Linked DNA regions of Sus scrofa: region 1 is linked to region 2. Evidence: chromatin contacts called from public HiChIP or PLAC-seq data. All regions are on one chromosome and are shown on one strand. Each heading gives the region's core, a stretch centred on a gene start, on an enhancer-like site or on the middle of the called end of the contact. The rest is flanking DNA. Distances are from core to core; before and after follow the strand shown. Region 1 has its middle 83 kb from the start of LPP. Region 2 has its middle 140 kb from the start of BCL6.

What was found. HiChIP or PLAC-seq counts read pairs in DNA pulled down with a chosen protein or histone mark.
Region 1: a contact with region 2 is called in an H3K27ac HiChIP or PLAC-seq map of alveolar macrophages. The contact joins two enhancer-like sites. A contact is called at or near these places in 2 of 2 datasets of contacts at active chromatin or transcription factors (alveolar macrophages and skeletal muscle).

What each region holds. Positions count from the first base shown.
Region 1 is chr13:125,697,273-125,702,298 of Sscrofa11.1, forward strand. No RefSeq gene overlaps it. Among named protein-coding and RNA genes, the nearest start is that of LPP, 83 kb to the right of the region's middle. Within about 2 kb of position 1,494, at least 10 of the 83 cell types and tissues checked have an H3K27ac peak or open chromatin away from gene starts, as enhancers often do. A contact at or near this core is called in alveolar macrophages, where this site is marked.
Region 2 is chr13:125,523,912-125,529,100 of Sscrofa11.1, forward strand. No RefSeq gene overlaps it. Among named protein-coding and RNA genes, the nearest start is that of BCL6, 140 kb to the left of the region's middle. Within about 2 kb of position 3,795, at least 26 of the 83 cell types and tissues checked have an H3K27ac peak or open chromatin away from gene starts, as enhancers often do. A contact at or near this core is called in alveolar macrophages, where this site is marked.

The DNA.
Region 1 (5,026 bases), core at 244-2,743, 170 kb after region 2:
TTTTTGAAACACTGAAAATATTTTGAAGACACCAATTTATGGATTTTACCATAGTATTAATCTCCTTTCTTCTGGTTACAGCACCACCCCCTTTTCCTTCCTTTCCCTTTCTTTTTTCTTTAGAAACACCTTCCCCCACGTCAGTCCCCAGAACTTCCCCAGCTCCAGGAAAGGACTTGAACCAAAATCAACCCAACTCCACTTCCTCTTTGGCTACAAGGGTTGTTAACTCACAATAAACTTTGAGAGATAAGCCCAGCACACTTTTGAAAAAGTTAGGGAAGAAATGGGTTTCCATTTTCCCTGGGGTTGCTATCTGCTGTTTTGCCACCACGAGGGTGTGCCCAAGCATTGAACCAGAACAGAAGGGGGTAAAGATTAGAGCCAGAGAATAGAAGCTGACAACAGCTCAAGGCCTTGGTTGTCAAACCAGAAGCCAGCTCTGCCCCCAAGAAGCGCCCCATTTCTGCTTTAGCCAACATGAGTTGGGCTTTGTCATTACAATCCAGTAATTCTCTCTACTCCCTCCTTACTCCCATTACTACCCAAATAGACCTCTGGGCTCCAGGGATTCCAGGTTGAGAGTCATTAACCCAGCACCAAGGAGATTATAGAAATTTGTTTGTCTACCTGTCAATCTAAATCCCTACCTAATTCAAATCTTGATCGCAAATTCCTCAGGTTGCTGATTCATGTTTATTGAGCTCCTACCATGCACAAAATTCTCCTGGGATCTGTGGGAAGCTATGTGACTCTGCCTGCTAGCCCCTACCCCTCACAAACTGATAAGCAAACTAAGAGGAGAACAGGGAAGGAACAGAATCTTCTAGATGGAATCTGGGAAAGCTTCATAAAAGAGGGTTCATCAGAGATGAGCCTTAAGGGATTAAGTGAGTCATAGTTGATGTAGACACTAACCCATGTTCGACTTCTTGGTCCAGTATTCAGCTTAAACTCCACAGAGGTCATTGCTAACACAGTGTCAGGCCCTGGAGGAGAAGGGTTTCTTCTGCTGGTCTCCCAGATCCTGCTAATGGATATATGGGGCCTCATGTAGAGACGGGGGTTCAGGCCACCCAGACGTACATTGGGGGAATCATAAGACAAGGACTTTATGCCTGGAAATTCACCTCAGGATATCCAGGAATCATAAAACAGTTGGATAGCATAGAATTCACTGTCAGAGCTTACAAACACCTTGGGAATTAATCAGCCTGTTCATTTGACAGATAAGAGCCTGGAAAACTGAACAGGTCAAGGACTTGTCCAAGATCACTCCTGCCAAGACACTCCCAGGACCTCAGGGCTCCGTGACTTTGACCAGCTCAAAGGAGAGACCATGATTATTTCAATTCCTTCCCGCCAGGAGTTAGAAGAGGAGTCTGGAATTGCATTTTGATAGATGATGTCTTTTATCTCAGATAGCTTCCTGTGCCTTGCCTTGCTTCAGCACATCCCTTGATTTTAACATGCAGTGAGCCACTCCTGGGGCTGAGTCATGCAAGCCTGGAGGACTTTCTTTGGCTCTTTAGCCCGTGACCGTTGCCTCGTTGGCTTTCTAGCCAATAACCATAAAATCCCCGTAAGAAAGCCCCTGCTGAGGATGCAGTCTTCTTGGGCTCCACATGGGCTTCTAGGGAAATGTAGATGCCATCAGAGGATGACAATTTGGGGATTGGTTCCATGGCTTGCCAAGCCATTCCTCCAGTGTCTCAGGAACATAATAAAGGGAGGAAATCATTGTTCTAAATAGAAGAAGGAAGACAGGGTATATGGGAAGACTTTTTTCCAGAACTCATTTTTCAGTATCTGAGGGGTCTTTTCCACAGCCAGCTCTGAATTACCACTGGGGCTGACAAAGGATGAGAAGCCAGGGGTCTCTGTGGGTGTGACGAGGGGGCTGGGACAGGACTTTCTTTTCCTCCTGCATGAGCCACCGCTGAGACTCAGAGTAAAGCTATTGATTCTTTTTGTTTGTTTGTTTGTTTGTTTGTTTGTTTGTCTCTTTTCCTTTTCTAGGGCCGCACCTGTGGCATATGGAGATTCCTAGGCTAGGGGTCTAATCAGAGCTGTAGTTGCCGGCCCAAACAAGAGCCACAGAAATGCAGGATCCAAGCCGCATCTACAACCTATACCACAGCTCACGGCAACACCAGATCCTTAACCCACTGAACAAGGCCAGGGATCGAACCCGCAACCTCATGGTTCCTAGTCGGATTTGTTAACCACTGAGCCATGACGGGAACTCCAAAGCCACTGCTTTTTTAAACCTCTGGTATTAGAGGGAGTTGTAACATAATGGAGATCAGCAAATGGACATTGGATGATGAGTGAATGAATGAACAGATGAATAAATGAATTTGCCCACATATCAATTCAGTACACAAACATTGACTATATTTCAACGTGCGCTGAAGCCAGACTGGAGACCAGTCTAAGATCTGGTCTCTGCTCCAGAGGAACACACGTTCTAAAAGGAGAAGCAGACACGCAGACAAATAAATGACCACACACCATGACAGAAGCTGAAGCGCAGCTTGGTAGATGGGCTCTGGAACCCAGGGCAGGAGGATGTGACTAAGCCTCCTTCCCGTGTAACTAAACTTGCAACCCTTGGTCGCCAGGAGCGTCCCTAGTGTTGCAGGAACTGGCATGACTCACCTTTCCCTATCAGACACTATGCTGGGAACATCTGAGAATACCAGTTAGTGTTTGATGAATAAACTCTCCTGGAGGAGGTGTGAAAGCTTCTGCTGTGTAGGTGACTTGGGCCATGTGACAGAGTCTGCAGAGCTCTCAAGCTACCTGTCCCAGCCTCCTATGCCAAGGACTCCAGCCATCACAGCCTTTCCTGGGATCTGTGTTCAGAATCCACCGGCCCCAGTCCCATCTCACCTGCCACAGTTATCTTCAAAGGTAAAGTGAGATCAAGGCACAGGAAACATCAGAGTCACGGTCGCCCTGCTCATCCATCAGGGCTAGAACACCTCACCTTGAACAAGGGAGATAAGAGAATAAAATAACGCCTGACACAGCCTTATCACCGATAATACAAACTCAGTTTTTCCATTAAAAGGACTGAGAGCCACGGTCCTGTACTTTGGCTGATAAAGAGATCACAGGAAACAAAGCTATTAATTTTTATCTCTGCTGTGCAATAGCACATTTGAGTGAAGACAATATAACCAAAGGGGAAAAAAATACTTTTTCTGACAGTGGAAGTTGGATGTGATTTTTTTTTTTTTCCTCTCGCCTTTCATTTCTCACACCTTGTTCTTCCACAAGCCTCTAAGAATTTTTTTTTTTTTTTTTTTTTTTTTTTGTCTTTTGTTGTTGTTGTTATTGTTGTTGCTATTTCTTGTGCCGCTCCCTCGGCATATGGAGGTTCCCAGGCTAGGGGTTGAATCGGAGTTGTAGCCACCGGCCTACGCCAGAGCCACAGCAACGCGGGATCCGAGCCGCGTCTGCAACCTACACCACAGCTCACGGCAACGCCAGATCGTTAACCCACTGAGCAAGGGCAGGGACCGAACCTGCAACCTTATGGTTCCTAGTCGGATTCGTTAACCACTGCGCCACGACGGGAACTCCCCTCTAAGAATTTTTAATCGCAGATATATTTGACACAGGTCTGGCTATGCACTCACCAATATATAATATCAGAAATATCCTTCTCTCTCTCTTTACCCCCATCCTTGGATGACTTGGTACAGTATTTAGAATGCACTTTAAAGGACTCGAGCCAGTTCATTGCCTCTCAGGCTCTCAATATTCTTTTCTTTAAAATAGGGAGCTAGGAGTTCCCAATGTGGCTCAGTGGTTTAAGAACTCAACATAAGGTCTGTGAGGATGTGGGTTCAATCCCTAGCCTGGCTCAGTGGGTTAAGGATCCAGTGCTGCTGCAAAGCTGCCGCATAGGTTGAAGATGTGGCTCAGATCTGGTATTTCTGTGGCTATGGTGTAGGCTTGCAGCTGCAGCTCCAATTCAACCCCTAATCTGGGAACTTCTGTATGCTGCAGGTATGGCAATAATAAGATAAACAAACAAACAAATACAATTATAAAAATTAAAAAGAATAAAATAAGGAGTTAGTTGGCTTCCATAATCACTTCCAGGTTCAGTAATCCAAGAGCCTGTGTCTGAAGGGGACACAAAGCAGATCAGTTTTTGTGGGTTTTTTTGTTTTTATTTTTGTTTTGTTTTGTTTTTTGCTTTTTAGGGCCACACCCAAGGCATATGGAGATTCCTAGGCTAGGGGTCTGATTGGAGCTACAGCTGCCGGCCTACATGACAGCCACAGCAATGCAGGATCCAAGCCATGTCTGCAACCTACACCACAGCTCACGGCAATGGTGGATCCTTAACCCACTGAGCAAGACAAGGGACTGAACCCACAACCTCATGGTTCCTAGTCAGGTTCATTTCCTCTGTGCCATGATGGAACTCCAGAGCAGATCAGTTTTGATGACAAGGGCAGTCTTTCTAAGTACAAGGGCTGTCAGATGACAGTAGAACCAGACAACCACCCATTGCTTTGGGCACTATGCCTTAGGGAGCCCAGCTCTGGCCTTCCTTACAGGGCAGAGGTCCATGAATATATGTACCTGGAGCCCACAGCCCAACTTCCAGAGCAAACTCTGAATACCTGGGACCCTGAAATTGCCTGTGCAAGTGGCCCAAGTCCTGCTTCTAGGCCCTACCTGATCTCTCCCCTGGTCCCTCATCCTCAGAGCAGATCACGGGCCCAGGATGCACACCCCTAGGACTGGTTGTGGTCCAGGGGTGGAGGTGTGACTGGTGCTCTACATCCATATTCCACTCCTCCCTGCCCTTGGGAAAACTTGGGTAGAAAAGTTTGCAAAGCATTTGTCTTTGGGGTGCCAAGGCCCACCAATGCCTGTGCGTAGGAAGGTAGGGGTTGGAAGAGAGTGTGGAGGGGTGGGGAGGGAGTTATGAATGGCAGCCCCCATCTGTACTCATACCTGGCCTGTTGGGCTGGGGGACTGACTGCCATAGAACAGCAGG
Region 2 (5,189 bases), core at 2,545-5,044:
AATTGATTTTTATATATACATCTTATCCTGCAACCTTACTATAATCACATTAATCCCAAGGGATTTTTTTTTAGGAGGTATCACTCAAGGAAAGAGTATTTGACTGCAAGAGATTTTTGGGTGTGTGTGTGTGTGTGTGTGTGTGTGTGTGTGTGTGTGTGTGTGTGTTTTGGTTGATTCTTTCATATTTGCTGCATAGACAGTCATGTCAACTGAGAACAAATTTTAATTTCTTTCTTCCCAATCTATATACCCTTTACTACTTTTCATGTGTTATTACATTAGCAAGCACTTCCAATGTGATGTTGAAAAATAATGGTGAGAGAACACATCCCTGCCTTATTCTTGATCTTAGTGGGAAAACTGAGTTTCATTAAGTAAGACATTAGCTTAGATTTTTTTGTAAATGTTCTTTATCAAGTTGAATTTCCCCTCTTATTCTGGATTGCTGAGAATTTTTATCATGAATGAGTGTCGGATGTTGCCAAAAGCTTTTTCTGCATCTTTTGATAAGATCATGTGGTTTTTCTTTTTTAGCCTGTTGATATATTGGATTACATTAATTGATTTTTGAATGTGAAACAAGTTTTTCATACTGAAATAAATCCCAATTGGTCAAGGTATATAATTGTTTTTATGCATTGTTAGGTTTAACTTTGCGTATCTTTGCATCTGTGTTTATAAGAAATATTGGTCTGTAGTTTTGTTCTTTTTTTCCTTGTCTTTGGTTTTGGTATTATGGCAATGTTTATTCCATAAAATGACTTAGAAAGTATTTCCTCTGCTTCTATCTTCTGGAAGAGATTGTAGACTATTAATATAACTTGTTCCTTTGAAGTTTTACAGAATTCAATATGAATCTATTTCGGCCCTATTTTTAAAATAAAATTTTTACTGAGATATTTATAGATTCACATGCAGGCATAAGAAATAGTACGAAGAGATAGAATGTGCCCTTTATCTAGTTTCTTCCAATGACACATCTTGCATTACTCTAGAGCAATATCACAACAAAGATATTGCCATTAATACAGTCCATCTCTCTTATTTGTATTTCCCCTTTTTGTGTTTATTTAGTTCTATACAACTTTATTAAACATGTAAGCTTATTATTATTATTATCATTATTATTATTATGGCCACAGGCTAGGGGTCGAATGCATCTTCAACCTACACCACAGCGCACAACAATGCAGGATCCTTAACCCACTGAGTGAGGCCAGGGATTGAACCCACATCCTCATGGATACTAGTCGGGTTCATTACCACTGAGCCACAATGGGAACTCCCATAAGCTTATTATTGTCTAACATAGCCAAGGTACATAAAAGTCCATATTTGTTTTCATCCTTTCTGCAACACTCTAGATACTACACTGCTAAGTGATACGAACTCACTGAACACTTACCAACCCATTACCTTAGATTTCGTTTGTTATAACCCATGGATGTTTTCTAGGGTCTTCTTTGTTCTATTGCTCCTAGAACTGGCCCCATAGGCTATCCAAGGGACTATGGTTGTTGGGCTTATTTCTGCATCAGAGTTGCTGAATTCAGCCTCTTGTACATATCACATTTGAACTGCTAGAAGCAGATGAATATGACACAACCTCCTTCCCCAGATGAAATCACCTATCTACGTTCAAAGGGCTGAGGGATGGCACTTCAAATCCGCAACAGTCAACACGATAAGTATCATGTTAAAATTGACTTATGTTTACACAGTGCATGGATGGTTTGCAGGAAAAATTACCACATAATATAATTTATTTTATTCATTAAATGAATTTTGAGAAATGATTATGTGTCATCTTTGATAGGGTTACAAAAATGAATTGAACAAATATTTTTGCCCTAACATAACTTATGTGTTAGCCAGGGAGGTATAACACATGAATTCAATTAGTCTTCTTTCTGACTAATAATATCACAGTTTTGTGCCCTAGCCAAACAAACTACCAATTCACGGGTCACCAGACTTCACATGCTTTCCCTGCTTCTGCCTTTGTTCATAGTATTTCCTCTGATTGGCCTCCTCGTGCTTCTCATTGACTATTTATTTCCCCAAGCCAAAATCAAATGCAAATGTTTCCATGAAGACTTTTCTGATACCCCTAAACAGTAAGTGATCTCTCTCCCCTCTGTCCTTTATACAGGCTTTAAAATCTCATCCTTTGTATTTGGCTCCCTTATCTCTATGCTGGAGCTCCCTGGTAGATATGAGTGCTGAAGGCAGAATCTACATCTATGAAGCTGAGGATCCAGTTATGTCCTACCAAATGAGATCGTATTTTGATAAAGCTTGGCTAATTTCTATAGCAATTGTTACTTCTATTTCTCCTTCTTCCTCTCTTCATATGAAAATTGAAACATGGTTATGACGCAATTATTTGATATAGACATTAGAAAATATGATCCAAAAGCAAAGGGCTACATAAAATTCTTATTTTTTTGCCTAATACTTATTTTATTATCCTGCAAGCATTCTCAGACTTCCTGTGATGAAGATCATTCTCTTAGTTTCTAAGCAAGATCCCCTAAGGAATTAAAAGTTTGGGCAAGTTTCTGCTATGGAATAGCAGAGCTGGAAGGTACCTTAGGAATTATCTACTTCAATCAACAAGTTTTAAATATGGAGATATTGAGGCTTGGAAGGGAAATGTGGCTTGTTCAAGGTCACTAAGTGACTCAGGGGCCAAGCTGGACATAGGTCTCTTGGCAGTTACTGCAATGTCTCTGTCTATACACGAGGCCAAGTCACCAAGCTGACCCTGCTCTTGCCCAACACCCTGTCTGAATTTTCTGTCTGAAATGAGCCTAGACCATTATAAGCATTACAACAGGACTGCCAGAGGTGTGGCTAAGCAGATCATTTGCCCAGCCTTACACGAAATTGAAGAATCCTGTAATGGGGAAAGTATCTGGACAGAAGCAGTGTCACCAAGAGTTCCAAAGGAAGCACGCGGTGACCAACACAATACCAAGCCCAAAGACGACAGCCAGAGCTGATAAGGGACTGTGCCTTTAAAGTATAGACTCATGGAGCTGGGGAGAACCTTGGAAATTATCCAGAAGACAAAGCAGCACTGCAACATGAAGTCTTGTCTTCTAGAAATTACCCTGTTATTTACCTGTCATTAGTAAGTTACTCCCCTTCTCTAGTCCTCAGTTTCCAAGTGTACAAACTAAACAGGATGAGCTAGATGATACCCAAAGTACTTTTCAAATCTGAAAATTTTCTACTCTATAAAGCATCTGATTTCCTAGTTTGACACTTGAGGAAAAAGAGGCCTACAGAGGTTCAGTAACGTGCCTAAGGTCACACAGTGCTTCAGTGGCAGAGTAGTAACTGGAGTCTAGGCCAGCATTCTACCTACTGCCCCACATGGCTACAACCATCTCTTCCAAGCTGCCCTGGAGCCTTGTGGTGAATTGTGAAACTGCTGTCCCCAGACTCTCGCAATTGCCCTCTTCTTTATGCCTGTGGGACTGTTGGCAGCACACAGAGGGCTGTGGGAGAGAAGTCTGAGCGATCTCTGCCCTGGGAGTGGAGCAAGGATCAAATCAGCTCCTTTTTTTTCCTCACTCTAGTAGAAATGAAACCAAAACCAGCTCCTTAACTTAGAAGGCAGAGAGGCTAGAAGAGAGTGGCCCTCAGCCTCAGCTTATGCAGAGCCCTGGGATAGTGGCAGAGAAAGGCCCTTTTCCTGGGGGCAGGAGGATCTTTCACCTGAGTCTCTACAGAATGAAACCAGATGATGGCTGAGATCCAAAGCAAGGTGCTTGACCTAGGAGAAGCAACACTGGGTCAAGATGCAGAAAGACTCTCTGCAGCATGGCTCAGAAATGTGCTTCCTGAGTGACGTTGAGTCATTTCACATCCCATCAAAAATGGGGAAGGAATCATGCAGAAGAAAAAGAATTGTGCTTTAAATCTAATGTTACCTTTGAGCCTTACAATTGATCTTGGAGCCAGATACAGAAAGCATTTTCCTCACCTATTTCCTTTGCAAGACAGTAAAGAAGCTGTTTTTAAAAGCGATTGGGAGTTCCCTAGTGATCTAGCAGTTAAGGATTTGGCTTTGTCACTGCTGTGGCTTGGGTTCAGTCCCTGGCTCAGGAATTTATGTATGCCACAGGCACAGCCAAAAAGGGGAAAAAATTTAAAAGAAAAGTAATTGAAGTGGACCAGCTCTGAATATCAGACATTGTTATTAGCAAATGTGATAGATTTCACATCTTCATACTTTAAAGATGCATGTAACCTAGGTCTTCCTTTCTTTCTCAAGAGGAAGCCACATGGCTTCACAAACCCTCCTGCCAAGGAATCTCCTTTTTTTTTTTTTTTGTCTTTTTAGGGCTGCATCCGCAGCATATGGAAGTTCCCAAGCTAGGGGTCAAATTGGAGCTACAGCTGCTGGCCTGGCCACAGCCACAGCAACGCAGAATCCGAGACACATTTGAGACCTACACCACAGCTCATGGCAATGCTGGATCTTTAACCACTTTTCAAGGCCAGGGATTGAACCGGTGTCCTCAATGTATACTAGTTGGGTTCATTACCACTAAGCCACGACAGGAACTCCGGGAACATTTTTGGTAATCCTGCTTTTGATGTGACTTGCAAAAAAAGCAGAAGCAAAGATTACAGACACGCTGCTTGACGCCTAGTTCCCATTCCCTGTTGTTGAACGAATGTAATTAAAGGAAGAAAGGAAGCGGGTCTCCAGAGAGATATAATGTCTATTCCTAAGCCCTTTTTTTTTTTTTAATAAACTTCAGATAATCAGAAGTTCGAGGTCAGAGGATAACTTAAGGCCATCAGAAGTTGGCCAGATTGGACTCATATTCTCTAGAGAATTCTGGCCTTTTGGCAGCCAGATAGAGTGCTGAACGCCAAGCCAGGCTGTGTTTGGGCGCAGCTCCAGGCTCCAGCCCCTTGGGCCTGGGCTTCAAGATGCACAAGGATCCCGGCAGCAAGCAGGGTCCATTCCTGAACATACGCTTTTAATCAGAGACACTGGGACCTGGATGGGATGCCAGGCATAATTTAATTCCTCTCACTTTGCAGATGTAGAATCGAAGGCCAGAGTGGGGGACGGGACATGGATGATTGCACAAGATCTTTTGGCAATTTAGGACATCACTCGGTAGGATGGAAATGGGTAGCTTTGGGGTAGTAACCTGGCT